Regions from separate parts of the Mus musculus genome. Here region 2 is linked to region 1. A link is a contact called in public ChIA-PET data. All regions are on one chromosome and are shown on one strand. The core of a region is the stretch at or near the end of the contact, and the rest is flanking DNA. Distances in the headings are between cores, read along the strand shown.

Evidence for each region. ChIA-PET counts read pairs in DNA pulled down with a chosen protein or histone mark.
Region 2: an RNA polymerase II ChIA-PET map of memory CD8 T cells shows a contact between it and region 1, with 17 read pairs. The contact joins two enhancer-like sites. A contact is called at or near these places in 1 of 115 datasets of contacts at active chromatin or transcription factors (memory CD8 T cells) and 1 of 9 other capture datasets (embryonic stem cells).

Annotation. Positions count from the first base shown.
Region 1 is chr3:152,475,983-152,481,132 of GRCm38.p6, reverse strand. Ak5 (adenylate kinase 5) reads left to right here. Exons shown (of 14, transcript NM_001081277.2): 12 at 2,676-2,792. Among named protein-coding and RNA genes, the nearest start is that of 3110067G11Rik, 11 kb to the left of the region's middle. Within about 2 kb of position 3,247, at least 264 of the 459 cell types and tissues checked have an H3K27ac peak or open chromatin away from gene starts, as enhancers often do. A contact at or near this core is called in memory CD8 T cells, where this site is marked.
Region 2 is chr3:152,925,801-152,931,100 of GRCm38.p6, reverse strand. All of the region lies in intron 2 of St6galnac5 (ST6 (alpha-N-acetyl-neuraminyl-2,3-beta-galactosyl-1,3)-N-acetylgalactosaminide alpha-2,6-sialyltransferase 5), which reads left to right. The region is part of intron 2 of Gm46830 (a long non-coding RNA gene); the gene reads right to left. Among named protein-coding and RNA genes, the nearest start is that of Gm46830, 29 kb to the right of the region's middle. Within about 2 kb of position 2,305, at least 80 of the 459 cell types and tissues checked have an H3K27ac peak or open chromatin away from gene starts, as enhancers often do. A contact at or near this core is called in memory CD8 T cells, where this site is marked.

The sequences.
Region 1 (5,150 bases), core at 1,998-4,497:
TTATTGGTGTGAGAGGACCCAACTTGACTGTGGACGGGACCCTCCTCTGAGTAGGGATTCTTGTTCTAGTCACTCTTCCGTTGCTATGACAAACACCAGAGTCAACAGCAGTTTACAGGTGGGTTCTAGATTGCAGTCCATTACTGAGGAAGCCACGGCAGGAGCTCAAGGCAAGAACTGAAACAGAAGCCAAAGCTGAAGAGGCAGGTCCTCTTCTCAGGTGCTTCTAGGTTTAGGTCAAGTTGGCAAAAAGCAACCAGCACAGTCATGGGCGGCGTATAAGATGGAGAGAGCAAGCTAAGTAGCAGCAAGTATTCACATCTCTCTGCTGATTATGGGTGCATTATTGCTGGAGCGTGCGTGCGTGCGTGCGTGCGTGCGTGTTTCAGGACCAAAGGAGGATGTTAGGTGCCTTCCTCTATTGCTTCCACCTGAGTTTTTGAGATAGGTTCTCTCACTGAACTGCAGCTTCCCCCCCCCCCTTTTTTTTTTTTTTTTGCCCAAGCTGGGTGGTTAGGATGCTCTTGGGACCCACCCACCTGTCTCTGCTTCCCAGTGCTGGGTGTGGCCGCAGACACTTGCTGCTGTGCCCGGCTTTGTAATGTGGATACTGGGAATTTGAATTCAGGTTCTTCTGTTCTCATAGCAAGTGCTCGTAGCCACTGAGCCTTGTCTCCATCCCCCAAAATAAAGATTTTTATCAAGTAGTGCCCATCCGGCACTCACCTTGCTGCCTCCTATGGCTTCTTCCTCGGGTCAGGCTATTGCCGCCTTGGGCTCTCCATGATGGCTTTTTTTTCCCATTTATTTTTTGTTTTATGGGGTTTTTTTATTAGGTATTTATTTCATTTACATTTCCAATGCTATCCCAAAAGTCCCCCACCCGATCCCCCACCCACTCCCCCACCCACCCACTCCCACTTCTTGGCCCTGGCGTTCCCCTATACTGAGGCATATAAAGTTTGCAAGACCAAGGGGCCTCTCTTTCCACTGATGGCCAACTAGGCCATCTACTGATACATATGCAGCTAGAGACATGAGCTCTGGGGTACTGGTTAGTTCATATTGTTGTTCCACCTATAGGGTTGCAGATCCCTTTAACTCCTTGGGTATTTTCTCTAGCTCCTCCATTGGGGGCCCTGTGATCCATCCAATAGCTGACTGTGAGCATCTACTTCTGTGTTTGCTAGGCCCCAGCATAGCCTCACAAGAGACAGCTATATCTGGGTCCTTTCGATAAAATCTTGCTAGTGTATGCAATGGTGTCAGCGTTTGGATGCTGATTATGGGGTGGATCCCTGGATATGGCAGTCTCTACATGGTCCATCCTTTTGTCTCAGCTCCAAACTGTGTCTCTGTGACTCCTTCCATGGGTGTTTTGTTCCCAATTCTAAGAAGGGGCAAAGTGTCCACACTTTGGTCTTCGTTCTTCTTGAGTTTCATGTGTTTAGCAAATTGTATCTTATATCTTGGGTATTCTAAGTTTCTGGGCTAATATCCACTTATCAGTGAGTACATACTGTGTGAGTTCTTTTGTGATTGGGTTACCTCACTCAGGATGATGCCCTCCAGGTCCATCCATTTGCTGGCTCTTTAGCCTGAGTCCTCTCCATCGCCCATTTCTAGTTGACCTTTCTGCCTCCTACAGAGCTCTGCCTAGTCACAACTTAACGGAGCCCCCTCCCCTCTAGAAAACAGCAACCCCCCCCCTACTCTGGCCCTTTGTCCTGCTCTGCCGTGCCTGCTATCCTTAGCTAGAGTATATTCGTTTATCATTGTCTGCCTTCCTCATTAGACTGTGAATTAGATGGAGAGTTAATTCACAATTCTTTAAGGAAGGGTTCTGGCCATGCCTGCGACTTCTGCGTTCCCCAGGCTCCTGCCAAACACTAGAGAAGGAGGTCTCCTCCCACCCCGCCCACAGGCCCCACCCCTAGGGAAGGAGGTCTCCTCCCACCCCGCCCACAGGCCCCTCCCCTAGAGAAGGAGGTCTCCTCCCACCCCGCCCACAGGCCCCTCCCCTAGAGAAGGAGGTCTCCTCCCACCCCGCCCACAGGCCCCTCCCCTAGAGAAGGAGGTCTCCTCCCACCCCGCCCACAGGCCCCTCCCCTAGGGAAGGAGGTCTCTTTTCCTCACACTCCTCCCAAGGCCCCTCCCCACACTGCACTGTTCTTTCCTTACCTTGCACACTTGTTTAATCAATCTTTTTAAAGGCAAAATCGTGTTGGTAGAAAATAGTTCTCTGGTCTAAAAGTTTTCTCAAGTTAGCACATGTCAAGTTTTGCATAATGTTTACTGGGAGAACGCCGCCAGCAGCGTTTCATTTGCTCCTAACCTGCCACGATGCCTGGTCCATCAGCTGCTACTGTGTGGAACAAGACACGTGGAACATGTCTCATGGGGTGTAAGATGCTGAAGTCTTTCTAGTGAGATAACAGCAGAAAGGACAGACCAGAAAGGAAAACCCTCCCGGTGGAACCCAGTACTGACTGAAAGACCTGAAAGACTGAAAGACTCACTGCAGACATGGGGGGGCGGGGGGAGGCAGGTTAGTCCAAGAGATCTGCTATTAATCTTGCCACATCCTCCCCTCCCAGAAGAATGTCTGAGGAGTCACATTTATTGTGATTTGGGGGTGCCGCTAGGCCCCATACTGACCACTCTCTCTGCTGTAGGGTGTCGTTCTGGAGCTGCTGAAGGAGGCCATGGTGGCCAGCCTGGGCAACACCAAGGGCTTCCTGATTGACGGCTACCCCCGGGAAGTGAAGCAAGGGGAAGAGTTTGGACGAAGGGTGAGCTGATGTTAGCAGTGCCCAATCGGGGCACAAGGACAGCACTCAGCTTAGGGGGTACACGCAAAGCCGCCTCTTACCCAGTAACACTGTCCAGATCTTGGCGTTACCAAAAGCGGAAACGTAAACTCTTTTTTTTTCCGAAGACGAAATACAAAACTAGGGCAGGAATGACCGGTCTAGCGAGGAAGCAGCAGCAGTCGGGCTCGGCCGGGTGTGGGGAGCGGAGCCGCCGGTGCCTCTTTGGTTCTCTCCACCTCTGCCTGTTCCTCTCTGTGTTGCTCATTTCTCTTCCTGCTCCAGGCTTCTCTCCTCTCATTTCAATGACCTCGCAGAAAACTAAGTCTGCCTTGGGGTGGCAGAGTGCCCCACAAAAGACCCACTGCTGCTTCCTTCACTTTAACAAGGACTCTGCTAATAGACCCAGCCTACAGGAGCCAGTAGGGGGCAGGCGGCACACCACCAGAGCCACACAGCCTGAGAGAGAAGGGCAGTGGCCCCTGGGCAGGGAATAGAGTTACATAGGCACAGAAGAGGGGAGAGATGCTGCGAGGACAGGATCCAGAATGCTTGCCACCCTCCATAACACTGTGCCATCCCCGACTTTGTGCCCTCCTTAGTGGCTCAGGGCTACCAGCTGTCACAAGAACCAGTAACTACCCACTACTGCAGCTGCCAGACGGTGACCTGCTTGGGCCAGGCCCTATGGTACATACTGTATACCTTGCCTGCAACTCTCCAAGTCTAGGCAAGTGACCATATTTGTTACACTAAGACTGACACCAAACCTCCAAGAAAGTCAGGTGTGCGTGGCTACTGTTTTATTCTGCAGTATTTTCATCTGAATTCTTTGAGTTGATGTTTTTAAAAAGTGGAGTGACCTTTTCAGTGAATAGAGTAAGAGGAATGCCATTCCTGGGGTTTGGAGGGCCAAGCAAGTGCACGGTTGCACCTCTCTGTGCAGGATACCTAATATAGGCGCTTGCAGAAGTTTGCTGTACCCTCGCCCCAACCACACAGCTTTTGGGGTCACCCAGTTCCATCACCTTCTAGCAAGGCCACAGGGATGAAGGCGATAAAACCTTGGGTTTCATCTACCCTTGAGTTTGCTTCATCAAGCTCCCCTCAGGAGTTCCTCCGTTGCCTAGCCCCCACTTTAACTAGAGCCAAGGGGTCTAGAGAGATGGCTCAGTGGTTAAGAACAATAGCTGCTTTCAAAGAGGACCTGAATTTGGTTCCCAGAACCCACAGGGTGCCTCACAACTTCCAGGAACTCTAGATACCAGGTACCCAACTCCCCCTCTGGACTCTGTGGGCACCAGGCACACGTACATGGTGCTCATCATATAAGCAAACAGGCACACACATACACATGCTACATAAAATTAAAAATATATATATTTCTTAATTAGTCAAAAAAAAAAAAAAAAACGCTTCATGATCCAGTCAGCAAAGATGGACGTGCAAGAAGGTAGATGGGGGGGAGGGGGGAAGCCTTGTGACAGATCTGTGTATAAGTGCAAACAATAGCAGAAACAAGCAGACATGCAAGCAGATGACTGTAACTGGCTTCTGAGTGATGCATACCCCTGCAGAGGATGTCACAGCCACCTTTGCTGAGGACAGAGGAACAGCAGTGCAGGCCACGCCCCAGCTTAGATGTTCGGGGTATAGAGGTCTTTTTTAGAATGTTCACTGAGAGATGTAGAGTTTTCTGAGTCTCCCATGCAGTCAAGAACACAATGGATTGTAAATACAGGTGTCTCTTATTCCAGCCCCTCGCTAAGGAAAAGCAATAATAAAACCATAATCCGAGTTCTTCATTATGAAGTTCTCCATAATTCAAACTTCATTTTGTAGCTTTTATTTTTTTTTATTTATTTTTTATTTTTTTTATTATGTATTTTCTTCAATTACATTTCCAATGCTATCCCAAAAGTCCCCGTTTTGTAGCTTTTAAAGCTAGATCTGATGGCAGATCCCAGCATGGATGCCCATGGAGTTACAAACCATGTTAAGCCATGGGAGGCACTCCTGGGGATCCAACCAACAGCCCACTGGCCACACACATCCCAGGACTGCTACAGACATTACGTCACAGTGTCAAAAGGTTTGGTGCCCCTGTCTGTCTGTCTTTCCATGCTGGTGAGCTTACAGTCTGCTGCAGAGGAGCATGCACAAGGCGCTTCCCTCACCTTCCACACAACTCTCCAACATTCCTGACCCATCATGCCTTTCTCCTCTGCCCAGAACCTGGGCAGTGTGGCTCAGTGGTTACTATCAGAATTCCCTGAGTCAGGGTTCAGATGTGGTCTGAGGCCCCATCGGTCCTCACTAGCTGGAAGTGTCTAACTGGTG
Region 2 (5,300 bases), core at 1,056-3,555, 450 kb before region 1:
GTTGGAATAGATACTCCTTACGTAGGATAGAGTACCTACCTTCTCAGTAGAATGTCTTTTAATTCCCAGTGTTTCTATCTACAAATTAAAACAAAGGGGGTGGGGGGCAGACCTTATCTTTCAGTTTTATCTGACAAAGGTTTTGCTGGATATGGTTTCTGCCTCACACCCTTCAAAGACAAATAGTTTTTCTTCAGGTGCCTGTGGCGAACTTGGCATTATTTTCTGTCTTATTTCTTCTCCAGAGAAATGGCCTGCATTAAAAACACTCCCCATGTCTAGGCCATCTGTGTGAAGCCAGTGTTCTGACAGTGGCTGCATCCATAGCCAGTGCCCAGGCCTCCTGAGATCACAAGCTACCGTTTGCCTCAGTGATTAGATACTTGGTTCATCCACTCTAGACAAGAATGGCCACTTCAGAACGAAGCTGTGCTTGTGCACAGGTGTGTGTGTGGGAGGGGGGGGGTGAGGAAGCAAACATGAATCACTACACAAACAGGTCAATGTGAGAATGTCTGTCAGTGGCTAGGAGTGCTAAAGGCAAAGAAGTGAGCACCAGGAGAGACAGAGATGGTGGTCAGAGACTGGCAAGAGACAGACTGGCTCCCACTGCTAAATCTAGAGTCCCTGGGGACTTGCAGGTACAAAGTGACAGCTAAATAGCTCATGGCTGGCTGGGCAAGAAAGCCTGTGGCATCGTATCTGTGGTTCGTGGCTTTGGAAAACTGAATCTAAACCTAAAGAAGTAACTTAACAACCTACAGAGGAGCTACGGCCCTGACAGTTGCTAAGGTTAGCTTGGCTGATCCATCATTCCCTCTGGTACTAGGCGAAAAGGAAGGACAGAGGAGGAAGAGGGGGAGGAAAAGAGGGAGAGAGGGAGGGGAGGAAGAGGGAGAGGAAAAGAGGGAGGGCGGTGCTGTGGGAAATATTAAAAAATGAAGAACCATCATGCTCCCGCACTTGTGCCTCTAACTCTTGGCTGGCTGGTGGGCAATGGCCTGGGAAACTCTAACAGCTACACCTTACCCCTCTGCAGTCTGTTCCAAAGAGGACCTAACTCTCTCCTGCTTTGCCCTCTTCTTCAGTCCAACCCGGAAGTCCCGCCTACTCGCCCAGTGATTGGCTCCTTTATTCATTAGAGGATTGGTTCACAAGAAGCCACCTGAGTACATTACTGTCCTGAGAGAGCAAGCAGCATAGAGCCATCCACAGCAGGGAGGGGAAGAGGGAGAGAGGGAGGAAGAAAGAAAAGAAAGGGATGAAGCTAGAAGCCTTGCAGATGTGGGAAGTGGTGTGTGTATGTGGCGATCAGAGGACAACCTTAGCAGTCATACCTCAGATAACACCCATCTTTTTGTTTGTTTCTTTGTAACAAGTCCTCTCACTGGCCTTGAAGAGGTTTGTTAGTCAGCCCCAGCGACCCGCCTGTCTCCGTCTCCCTGTGTGCTGGATTGCAAGTGCACATTGCCTCTCCCTACTTTTTACATCTGTTCTGGGATCTAGCACGTGTCCTGGTCCTTTCAAAGCAAGCATGTTACCCACCTGGGAAGTTAGCTCTTTGATACTATTGTCCGGCTGACTAGTCTTAGCTCACAGCATCCTGGGCTCTGCACCTGTATGGCTCAGACTTTGTCTCAAGGTTTTAATTGGCCGATTATGTCACCATCATCATGCCCCGAGGCCACCCGCCCTCTTTTGAGCCTCACAAAGGTATCGACCTCCCATGTCTTCTTTTGTTTAGGCTTCCGGGTCTGAACTTTGGGTTCTCTAACTGCATTCAGACTCTGGAAAATGAAGGTTTTCCAGGTTACCTTTGAAAGATCTTTGAGTGATGGGTTCCTTTCGGCCACACAGAATTTTAAGAGTGGAAAAAAAAAAAAAGACCTGTGGATTTAGTCAAACTGCAGCAGCATTTTTTTTTTTCCCTCAGAAATAAAACCTGTCAGTAGCTAGCCCTGGGGAATGTAAACATACCCTTACCTGTAATTAACCTAGGGCTCTCGGTTCTTGATGCAAATGGAGTTTTAGTTGTTTCCTTTATAGAGGAGCAGGAAGCCTGCATTTCAGTGGAGAGCCAGATCTCTGCGGCAGCTCTCTCCCATCTCCTTCTAGAGAGCCCCAGTGAAAATGATAAAGCTAGAGCCGCATTTGATGTAAGACATATGGTAGCTACTGTAATAATATTATCACCAGCTTCTTCAGTGGCTTTGTCAGTCAGGTGCAATTCCACATATTGTCTGAGATAAGAGAGTCCACCCCCAACCCCTCCTCCCACTTCCTGTTGTTGACAGCAAGGCCTTCCTAAAAGTGGCCTAAGAGCTTTGTGACAGATGTGAGGTTCCCGCTTCAAATGTGAGTAATTAGGCTGAGACTAAGGACTGCATGTTAAAGCCTGACCACGCGAGAAGAGAAGAAACCCAGGGAACACTGTGAATATTTCTGATAGTCATTAGCAGGCTAAGCGGGGAGCTTTTGCTAGCTAGTTCTGACGAATCTAGAGGAGGGAAAAGAAGAAAGCAAAGCAAAAAGAAAAAGAAAGAAAGGAAAGGCACCTCGCCCTTTAGAAATCCTCTGTGGGGTCTTCAGCTACGATTTTGACATTTCAAGCTAATCAGGGACATTATAAATTTGTAGGTAACATTTAAAAGCTATACACAGCACTCAAGGAGTTGGCCGTCACCACGTTCATCCCATTGTGCTTTGGGTTGTTCTGTGACTCAAGCTTTGCTTTGCTTGATTGCTAATTTAATAGGAGTTACTTCTGCACTCCAGGCCAGCGGGCACGCAATAAACATGGTTGCGTGAGGAGCTGGCTCCGCAGCGTGTCGTCCTGGGCTTGGTTCTGTGTACTCAGTCTCACAGACTCTGAAGACTCTAGCAGTGTGTTAAAATGGACACACCCCGCCTTTTAAAGAAAGATGTGAAAATAAATAATAAATAACAACAATGTGTCAAAGTGATTTTCATTGCTCGGATTAATAAAAGGAAGCTAACGCTGTGCCTGCATAGGAGGAAAATCACATTATATTTCTTTTTTTCCCTTTTAATGCCACCCCTTGTGCAGAATTTATTTTTCAAAAATCCCACCAAAGACCCATAAAGCAGTGAGTTCTATTCAGGAGTTATTATTTAGGCACAAATCATGGGCAGTCAATGTGCAGAGCACACTCTTGGTGAATTCAATAAATATGTATATGCAAAGTGCAGGTTGGCGAGTTATTCTGCTACGAAGTGCTAAATAACTTGAAGTAATGCCATTAACTTCAGAATGAAATTGGCATTTTATTACTTTGTTGTTAGATTTAAATTATTTGGTTAATTTCTTTTCTTTTCCCCCTTGTAGAGGAGAAATTGCCCACAGGTCAAAAACTTGGGTTGCTAAGCTATCACAAGAACTACAGACCTCTGGTGCTAGGATCTATAGAAAAACACTCAGGGTTTCCAATAAAGGCCTAGAGCAACCAGTAGACCAAGGCATTTTGATGCCTTTTAATTCAAGTTACAGAGAACAGTGGGTGCCTATAAAGCCTAGCCCTCTCCAGCCCCTGCTGGTGCAGCCACGAGTACAATTAAGCCCTGCTTCTCTTAATATATGCGTATTAGATTGATTTCCTCGACATGCCATGTTTAGCATTTCTCCCATGCTCAACAATAAGCATTCCCAAATCCATCCGGTCACTTCTTACCAGATGAAGCTGAGGGTCTGAGGAGAGCTGTCACTAAAGCAAAGACCAGAAATCACCTGACTCGTCAAACACTGAACTCTCTGCTAAAATAGCCAAAATGGTTTCTTCTGCACTAACCCTTTAAGACGTCAGAGCCAGGAAGCATTATTATGGAAGCAGAAGCGTTAGAAGGAAGCTGAGACCTGAGGAGGGAATAGCACCGCCTTAAAGTTCAAGACCTCCCCCGACAACCATCAATCACCACACAACATATCCAGGTCCCTGGCCACTCCAAAGTGCACAGCTTTCCCCAGATTCAATCCAGTATTTGGTCTCTAAAGAAGTAGGAAAAAAAAAACCATCCACTAAACCCCACCCTGCTCTCCATGTGTCTTTCTTTGCAGAGGATTTTTAGATAGGAAGTATGAAGGAGATTCCTCTACCAGTTATAAGAGACTCATGTATGTGTGTATCTTTCATTCAACAAACACAGGCCAACCTATTTCCAACCTATTCATGAATGCCATCATCTCGGAAAATTAGCTGTATCTATCATTAACTACTATTCGATGAGTGACTTAGATGGTTCTCAGAACAGTCTGAAGTGTTTCTCGTGAGCCACTTGACCAATGACATTCACCTTACTAACAATCCCAGGGAACTAAGGCTCATCCCAACCAAAACAGTGTTCAGAACACCACTCAGCCAGTTCGGCCTCTCGGCAATTCTTTTCACTCTATCCATCCATCTGTCCATCTGTTGGAAAGCTCACGTGGAAGACACACTGAAGCAAAAGGTGACACTGAGAGCAACAGTTGACAGCTTTCTTTAGGCAGAATTTGAGGTCTTCAATGAGGGCAGTGGCTGCAGAGTCACACACAGGACCATGTCATAGTTTTTAATGCGAAAGTACCACACATGTGATCAAGAACCTGTCCCCAGGTGGCAGCTGTTTTAGATGGCTTTATGACATTAGGGCAGAAGGGACGTCTGGAGGAAGTGGGTCACTGGAGGCAGGCCTTTGATGGTTATCATCAATGCTGTGTGACAGCTGCTGCCATAAACACCCTCACATGGACTGACTGGTCACCACCATGTTTCCCCAGCCCTTAGAGATGGAACCAGGCGCCCAACAAACCCCTCCCCTCTTCAGTCACTTCTGTCAGGTGTTGGACGCAGCAGCAGTTATACTAACTAGCTGAATGCAAATGCCATTTCAGAGGGAGACAGACATTGTGGGCCAACCCAGGAAGAAAGTGAGGGACAAAAAGCTGCCTGAGGTGACAAGGCAGGAAACAGGAAAAGCAGGGTGTGGAAGAGTACAGGCATGTGTGTGCTTATGTGTTACAGGAGAGAAGGGGAGGACAAGCAAGGTTCATTTAGAGCATGTTCTTGAGGATGCTCGATTGAGAACTTTATGGATAATAATTGTTTTCAGCTTTTAAGACCCTGAGCTGAGCTGTAAGAGCCAGGTCTTAGTAGCCAAAACCAATAATTCAAGAAAAAATTCAAAGCATTCAGAGGAATAAAGATAAAGGCAATAAACCAGCCCTGCAGGGAGAGAACCAAGGGGTGGGTGGGTTTGGTTGTCAGTTATCTTAGTTTTTTGTTTGTTTGTTTTTACTGTATAGG